Linked DNA regions of Callithrix jacchus: region 2 is linked to region 1. The links are chromatin contacts, called in public Hi-C maps. All regions are on one chromosome and are shown on one strand. The core of a region is the stretch at or near the end of the contact, and the rest is flanking DNA. Distances in the headings are between cores, read along the strand shown. Region 1 has its middle 74 kb from the start of PPARGC1B. Region 2 overlaps PPARGC1B (PPARG coactivator 1 beta).

The links. Hi-C and Micro-C count contacts between places; a contact is called where the count stands out from the background.
Region 2: a contact with region 1 is called in a Hi-C map of induced pluripotent stem cells, with 3 times the contacts expected there. The contact joins two enhancer-like sites. A contact is called at or near these places in 3 of 3 Hi-C or Micro-C datasets (induced pluripotent stem cells and skeletal muscle).

What each region holds. Positions count from the first base shown.
Region 1 is chr2:48,364,239-48,368,514 of calJac240_pri, forward strand. No RefSeq gene overlaps it. Among named protein-coding and RNA genes, the nearest start is that of PPARGC1B, 74 kb to the right of the region's middle. Within about 2 kb of position 1,678, at least 2 of the 16 cell types and tissues checked have an H3K27ac peak or open chromatin away from gene starts, as enhancers often do.
Region 2 is chr2:48,538,410-48,542,265 of calJac240_pri, forward strand. PPARGC1B (PPARG coactivator 1 beta) reads left to right here. Exons shown (of 10, transcript XM_035288355.3): 3 at 1,203-2,325; 4 at 3,166-3,202; 5 at 3,811-3,856. Among named protein-coding and RNA genes, the nearest start is that of PPARGC1B, 100 kb to the left of the region's middle. Within about 2 kb of position 1,347, at least 2 of the 16 cell types and tissues checked have an H3K27ac peak or open chromatin away from gene starts, as enhancers often do.

The DNA.
Region 1 (4,276 bases), core at 428-2,927:
TTTTTTATTACTAAAATTTAATATCTTGAGATCAGCGCCCACATCTTCTTGATTTTAATTATTATTATTTATTTATTATTGATGAGGGGCTTACTATGTTGCCCAGGCTGGTCTTGAACTCCTGGCCTCAAGCGATTCTCCTGCTTCAGCCTCCCACCACAGCCTCCTGAGTTGGTGGAATTACAGGGTTGAGCCGCCACACCTGGACCACCTTTTCTGAAAACGCCTCTCTTCTCTAGTTGGGACGCTCCCTCTTAGGATAAGCCTAGGATAGTTACTTAGTGCAAAGAGGCACTGCTATTTCCCATATCCTGAAGGACAAAAACCTAGGAATCCTCATTAGGTGACCTGCAGTTTCTGGCACTGCCACATGAGGGCACTGTTGAAAAAAGCTGCTCTGCTGCCTAGAGGCAGTCCCCGCCGACCACATCTATTGGCGCCTGAAAGTACCACCTGCAGACACAAACCCTCACACATGCCACACAGACACACGCCACACACACACACACACACACCACACAGGCCAGGTGCAGTCTATACCCCCTATAGAAACCGCTTTATTGATCCAGGCATGTTCCATGTGGCTAGTTCTGCGTTTGTTACTCAGGGGCCTTCGGGAAAGGGAAGACACCTCCCACATAGCTACGGTCACTCCATTACACACTGAACATCTGGTGTTGCAACTTTTTATTTATTTACACACACTCTCAAATACAATTGTTTACGCATTTGCCAACAGGGTGCTAGGGTAGCTAGGTTAGGACTAGTTTCCCCACTTAGTTATAAACTCTTCCTAGAAGTAGCAGCCTCCCAAGCTCTTGCTCTTTCCAGGCTGCACCGGTGGGCAGTTCTTGGTTGGGGGCTGCACAGCACCTGTTCCTCCTCCAGAAAACACCCCAGTTCCATGAAGGGAAAGTGTCTCCTCTCCCCACAGCCTTGGGAAGGGGGTCATTCTTGGCTCCTGCCTCCCACTGCTGGTCTCCAATTGAAGGCAAAGGAGTCAAATCCTTCCTCTCCTCACCTCCTAGGCAAATCAGTGGGAAATGCATTATTTAAAATGCTGTTGCTGGGTGTGGTGGCTCACACCTGTAATCCCAGCACTTTGGGAGACCTAAGTGGGTGGATCACCGGAGTTCCAGAGTTTGAGACCAGCCTGGTCAACATGGTGAAACCCCATCTCTACTAAAAATACAACAACAACAACAACAAAATTTAACCAGGCGTGGCGGCAGCTGCCTGTAATCCCAGCTACTCAGGAGGCTGAGGCAGGAGAATCACTTGAACTTGGAGGCAGAGGTTGCAGTGAGTCAAGACCATGCCATTGCACTCCAGTCTGGGCAACAAGAATGAAACTCTGAAAAAAAAAAGCTATTTCCCAGGACTTTGACTCTGCAAGGAAAAGGAAACAGTTTCTGGCCATTGTCCTTGTAGCAATAGCAGTTGTGGAGTGGCCATTTACAGCATCCTGACCTATGTCCCTGTTGAAGGCAGTGACGGCTTTTCCTGCTTCCTGCTTCTTGGCCCTTCAGAGTTTCCTTAATTTCTGCTAACCTACGTCTTTCATCAATTTTGTAAGTTTCCACTGGTCTTCAAACAAAAGCAACACCCCTTCTCTTTAGCTTCTGGCGCTTGTAGAACCTTGTCTGACAAACCGGAGAGAATCAAAGAGGTCTCTCCCCTTTTCACCTTCAAGGGGTGCCCCTTATGCCAGCTGCAGTGGCTCATGCCTGTAATCCCACCACTTTGGGGGCTGAGGGGGGCGGATAACTTGATGTCAGAAGTTCAAGACCAGCCAGATCAACATAGTGAAACCTGTCTCTACTAGAGATATAAAAATTAGTAGGGCATGGCGGCAATGCCTGTAATTACAGCTACTCAGGAGGCTGAGGCAGGAGAGTCACTTAAACCCAGGAGGCAGAGGTTACAGTGAGTGGAACTCATGCTATTGCACTCCAGCCTGGGTGACACAGCGAGAGACTCTGTCTCAAAAAACAAAAACCAAAAAACTATGTGCCCCAGTTCATTCTTCAGGAGGATAGTTTGGGTCCCTCTCTCAAGGCAGATGTCCACCTTGCTTCATATGAATCTTCATAGAAACACACACACACACACACACACAATATGCAAAATCCCAAAATGTTAGCCATGTTAGCCAGGGTGCTGAGATTATTGGAGGGTTTCATTTTCCCTTTTTGCTCCTCCTGAAAATGTTTTTGCCATGTCTATACACTCCATTTATGATTAAGAGTAACAACATTTATAAGTGTGTTTTTTAATCGTTATAGAGAAACTGAGACATTTAGAAAAGGTCAATAAGACTCTTTTTCATGCTAAAGAAGTGAGCCCCTGTCCCTGCAGGGACTGCCCTTGAGAAGACTTGGCTGGCACTGCCTCTGCTGTTATCACCCCTCCGGTATGGGTGTATTTATTGACAGAGCCTGGGCTGATATCCCAGTTGGCTTTGTGGCATGCATGACTCCAGGCAAGTCCTTGCCTCTCTTAGGCCCTGGGTCTTCCCACATAAACAAGGAGGGGATGGGACTAAGTGACCTTTCAGAGTTTTGCTGCTCAGTTCTGGGGCCTTGTTGAAGGTCATTGCCTGCAGGAAGCGGCATCTGAGGAGAAGCTGGAATCACACTCTCTGAGTGGAAAGGTGCTGGAGATGTCCCACATCGTCAGTGCTCTCTGAGCTGCATATGAGAAAAACCCACTTTAAACTGGCTTAAGTAAAAAAGGAATTTATTGGTTCATGTACCTGAAAAATTAGATCTAGACTCAGGCTTGGCTGGATCCAGGGAATGAAAGGGTGTCATCAAGACTTCGTCTCTCTTAGTTTCTTCTGCTGTTTTTTTTTTTTTTTTTGAGATGAAGTTTCACTCCTGTTACCCAGGCTGGAGTGCAATGGCGTGATCTCAGCTCACCGCAACCTCCGCCTCCTGGGTTCAGGCAATTCTCCTGCCTCAGCCTCCCGAGTAGCTGGGATTACAGGCACGCACCACCATGCCCAGTTAATTTTTTGTACTTTTAGTAGAGACGGGTTTTCACCATGTTGACCAGGATGGTCTCGATCTGTTGACCTCGTGATCCACCTGCCTCAGCCTCCCAAAGTGCTGGGATTACAGGCTTGAGCCACGGAGCCCGGCCTCTTCTACTGTTTTCCTTTGCCTGTTTCATCTTAAGGCAGGCTCTTCCTGTGCCCAGGCAGTGCAGCCACCAGCAGTGTTCACACCTTGCCAACTTAATACCCGCCACGGGCTCCAGCAGAAGTCCCAGTGTTGACTCTCACTGGACTCTATTAAGTGATATGCCCATCACTGAACTGGTCACTCAGTAGAGCCGGGGAATAGAGTCTATTGATTGGCCAGACCTGGAGCATGTGCCTGCCTCTGATGTCGGGAGGTAGGTGAGTGTCATATCTTTTGGTCTAAGAGTTGAGGAGGGGCAGTTCTCCAAAGGCATGTCAGAAGCTGCTACCAGCTGGGGACAGGATGCTGGGAAGGAAAGAGCCCATAGAGATCCACTCAGGTTCATATCCATCCGTCTCAGCAAAGCGAGCTCCCCAGACTGGCTTTGGCCTCATCACTATCATCATATGGGAGCTTGTTAGAAAGGCAAATTCACAGGTCCAAACCTACAGGCAATTCTGATGCATGCTAAAGTTTGAAAAACACTGATGGAAACCAGTGGATCTGGCCCCTGACTTCCATCAGAATCCCCTGGGTTGAGAGTGGGCCCCACTCTCTCAACCAATTTTATCAGGAAAAGTCGGGGGACCAGGTCCAGTCATTAGCGCTTTTTTTTTTTTTGAGACAAAGTCTCACTCTATCACCCAGGCTGGAGTGTAATGGTACAATCATAACCCAAACTCCTGGGCTCAGGCGAGCCTCCCACCTCAGCCTCCTGACTAGCTGGGACCACAGGTGCATGCCACCATGCCAGACTAATATTTTAATTTTTTTTTTTTTTTTGTAGACCACTTGGGCTAGTCTTAAACTCCTGCTTCAAGCAGTTCTCCTGCCCTGGCCTCCTAAAGCACTGGGATTACAACGTGAGCCACCACGCTGACCTGATGTTTTTAAAAATGTTGTCCCAAGTGATCTAATGGAAGCCCAGCTTGAAAGAACAGAACAACTGAGCTCAACCAAACTCTTGTTCTCAACTATTTCTAACTTACCAAGTGTGATAAACAAGGAGGTGAATGGTCCCTCTGCTGAGAGTGGTGGTTTATTAAAGGAACGACTTGGAAGATAGCAACACAAGCCAAACCAAATGAAGA
Region 2 (3,856 bases), core at 97-2,596, 170 kb after region 1:
CTCTCCCTTGCCGGGGCTCCTCTGGGGGATGAGTCCCTATGCTCCCTCCCTATTTGTCCTGGCTGACCCCCCCAAAACAAAGGTCCACCCTCTCGTGCCTCACTCTGTTGAGGGGGCAGCAGCCAAGCCCCATTGTGAGCCAGCCCTTTGCCCTCTGGGAGCCTAGGAAGCTCCCCAGAGAGGTAAGACACATCCTACAGCCATTGCTAGAAAGTCCCAGCAAAATGATGAGTCCCACTGGCAGGAAAGCCCCGCTGTGGACAAGTGGGACGAATAAGACTGGAGAGAGACTGGCTGGTGTGAGTGTAAAGGACCTCATATCCCCAGCCAGGGAGCCTCCCCTTTATCCTGTGGGCACTAGGAGCTACCGACTTTTTGTTTTTTTAGACTTCATTGAGGTGCAATTTACATACATAAAAGCCACCTATTGTAAAATACAATTCTATAATTTTTAGTAAACTTAACAGCCATGCAGTTAGGACCATTATCCAGCTTTAGAACATATCTATCATTCAGGCCAGGCACAGTAGCTTATGCCTGTAATCCTAGCACTTTGGGAGGCTGAGGCGAGTGGATTACTTGAGCTCAGGAGTTCCAGACTGGCCTGGCCAACATGGTGAAACCCTGTCTTTCCTAAAAAATGCAGAAAATTACTTGGGTGTGGTGGCACATGCCTGTAATCCCAGCTACTCGGGAGGCTGAGGCAGGAGAATCACTTAAACCTGGGAAGTGGAGGTTGCAGTGAGCCAACATCGCACCATTTTACTCCAGCCTAGGCGCAGAGTGAGATTCTGTCTCAAAAACAAAAACAAAAAAACTCCATCATCCCAGAAGAATTCCCCAGTGCTCATTTGCAGGAGTCCTTCCTGCAGCCCCAGGCTACCATGAATCTACTGCCTGGCTTTTGGTTGAAGGATATGGAGCAGTGGGGTGCAATGGTCAGAGTGGGGCTTTGTCAGTGAATCTGGAAGGATGCGGAAGGGTGAAATTCCATGACTCAGAGCTGTTAGGAGGCTGGTCATTCCTCATCCACTGAGCGTGGCCAGGTGCCCAGCTCTGTGTGGGAGGCTAGGGACGGAATGAAGGAAACTTGGCTGTTCCCATGATCCAGGTGAGACATACTGTGCTGGCCAGTGGCCATGCGGCTGAGGCATGCAGGAGTGTTTGGGCCCCCTTCCTCACTCTGGCCTCTCTCCCTCTAGGTGGACAGCACCCAAGACAAGAAGGCTCTCGCCACGCAGTCTCAGAGCCGGAGTTGCACAGAACTGCATAAGCACCTCACCTCGGCGCCGTCCTGCCTGCAAGATAGAGGTCTGCAGCCACTACGCCTCCAGAGTCCCCGGCTCCCTGCCAAGGAGGATGAGGAGCCGGGTGAGGACTGCCCGAGCCCCCAGCCAGCTCCAGCCTCTCCCCGGGACTCCCTAGTGCCGGGCAGGGCAGACCCCGGTGCCCAGTTTTCCCAGGAAGACATGCAGGCGATGGTGCAACTCATTCGCTACATGCACACCTACTGCCTCCCTCAAAGGAAGCTGCCCCCACAGGCCCCTGAGCCAGCCCCCAAGCCCTGCAGCAACCCCTCCCAGCAGGTCAGATCCCGGCCCCGGCACCCCTCCAAAGCCTCCTGGGCTGAGTTCTCCATTTTGAGGGAACTTCTGGCTCAAGACGTGCTCTGTGATGTCAGCAAACCCTACCGTCTGGCCACGCCTGTCTATGCCTCCCTCACACCTCGGTCAAGGCCCAGGTCCCCCAAAGACAGCCAGGCCTCCCCTGGTCACCCATCCTCAGTGGAGGAGGTGAGGATTGCAGCTTCACCCAAGAGCACTGGGCCCAGACCAAGCCTGCGCCCACTGCGGCTGGAGGTGAAAGGGGAGGTCCACCGGCCTAGCAGGCTACAGCCGGAGGAGGAGGAAGACGAGGAAGAAGAGGAGGAGGAAGAGGAAGAAGAAAAAGAGGAGGAGGAAGAGGAGGAGTGGGGCAGGAAAAGACCAGGCCGAGGCCTGCCATGGACGAAGCTGGGGAGGAAGCCAGAGAGCTCCGTGTGCCCCGTGCGGCGTTCTCGGAGACTGAACCCTGAGCTGGGCCCCTGGCTGACATTTGCTGATGAGCCACTGGCCCCCACGGAGCCCCAGGGTGCTCTGCCCTCGCTGCGCCTGGCTCCCAAGGCCTATGACATAGAGCGGGAGCTGGGCAGCCCCACGGATGAGGACAGTGGCCAAGACCAGCATCTCCTACGGGGACCCCAGATCCCTGCCCTGGAGAGCCCCTGTGAGAGTGGGTGTGGGGACACGGATGAGGACCCCAGCTGCCCGCCGCTCCCTCCCAGAGGTAGTCAGAGTTGGTGGTCTGCAAGGAGGGGGCAGGGATGGGGTGCAGCATGCCCCTTCTGCACTGGGAGCCAGGAGCCCTGTGTTCTGTGGGGTTGGACAAGTCCCTTCCCCTCTGGCTTTCAGCTTTTCTTTGGCTAGTTGGAGCGGATCTTCAGAAGAACATCCATGCAGCTGTGAGTTTTCATCATGCATGGGCCAGGTGCCACTTAACAAATTAAGCAGGCAGTCCAAAGTAAGCAGAAAAGGAAGATAATTCCAAATTGCAGTAGGTACCGTAAAGAAGACTCACTGGGGATAATGTGACAGAAGCATGAGTCTATAAATTCAGCTCCACAATGCAGCTAGAGTCTTAAACACTGCTAAGAGCAGTAATGATAACTAACAGTTATCCATTGCTTACTTACCGTGCTGGCACTGGTCTCAGATTAACACAGATTGTCCCTATTGAGTCCTCACAAGAAGCCTCTCTGGTAGGTACTGTCATTGTCTCCATGTTTTGATGCAGAAACTCAGGCACAGAGCTACTTAGTGATGAGCCCTATGCAGGGCAGTCTGTACCCGGAGCCCACAGCAGTGGAGTGCTGCATGTACCAGAAGGGGTCACCCTTGCACCCGTTTGTACTTTCTGCAAAATCAAGTAGATCCCCCAGCTGAGACCTGGGATGGAAGGTGGATTTGTATTGTTCTGCCCTTCCCTGAAAGTGCAGAGGCGTTTGGTCACCTGCCCAAAGGGCAGCTATGCTTGGCACCAGTGGAGGCCTGGGGTCTCCTCCTGAGGGGAAGCATCTGCTGGTGATGCCATGTTGGGGAATCTTATTTCTCTTTGTCTTCTTTTCAGACTCTCCCAGGTGCCTCATGCTGGCCTTGTCACAAAGGTAGATTTTTAGAAACTATTGGTGTATTATTCCATGAGGTTTTGTCTTGTTGGGTGTATGTGTTGGGGGTGATGGGGGGAGTTCATCAGCCCCCATGCCTGGCCCTGGCCCCACACCCCCTGCCCTGGCCCCACACCCCCTGCCCTGATTGTCATCTGGGACCCTCAGGAGCTGGGCTCCTTTAGAAGGGAGTTGGGTTTTAGAAACTGACTTTTACAGGCCAGAGGAAAGGACTCAGGCCATTTCACAACCTGTCCTCTTGGGGACCCTGAAAAGAATTATTTTCTGACAGGGCCCTGTGGCTTTCAGCAAGTCCCTTCCTCCTCCTGGGCCTCAGTCGCTCCCTCTGTAAAATAAGGAGGCTGACAACACTTGTCCTCTGTTCACCCTTCAGTGAGCCTTGCCCATGTCTCCTAAAAGAGCTGTGCAGCTTGAATTCCTCTAACCGCCAGGATGGGGGTTCCCACAGCAAATGCACCTCAGGCTCCATTTCCATGGGCAGCGGAACCAGGGCCCGTCGGCACTCTTTGTGACCCTTTTGCGCACGGGGAGGTGGATGACTACTGCTGACTTGCTGCTTTCCTTTCTGTCCTCCCTGCCTCCACCAGCGACCCTACTTTTGGCAAGAAGAGCTTTGAGCAGACCTTGACGGTG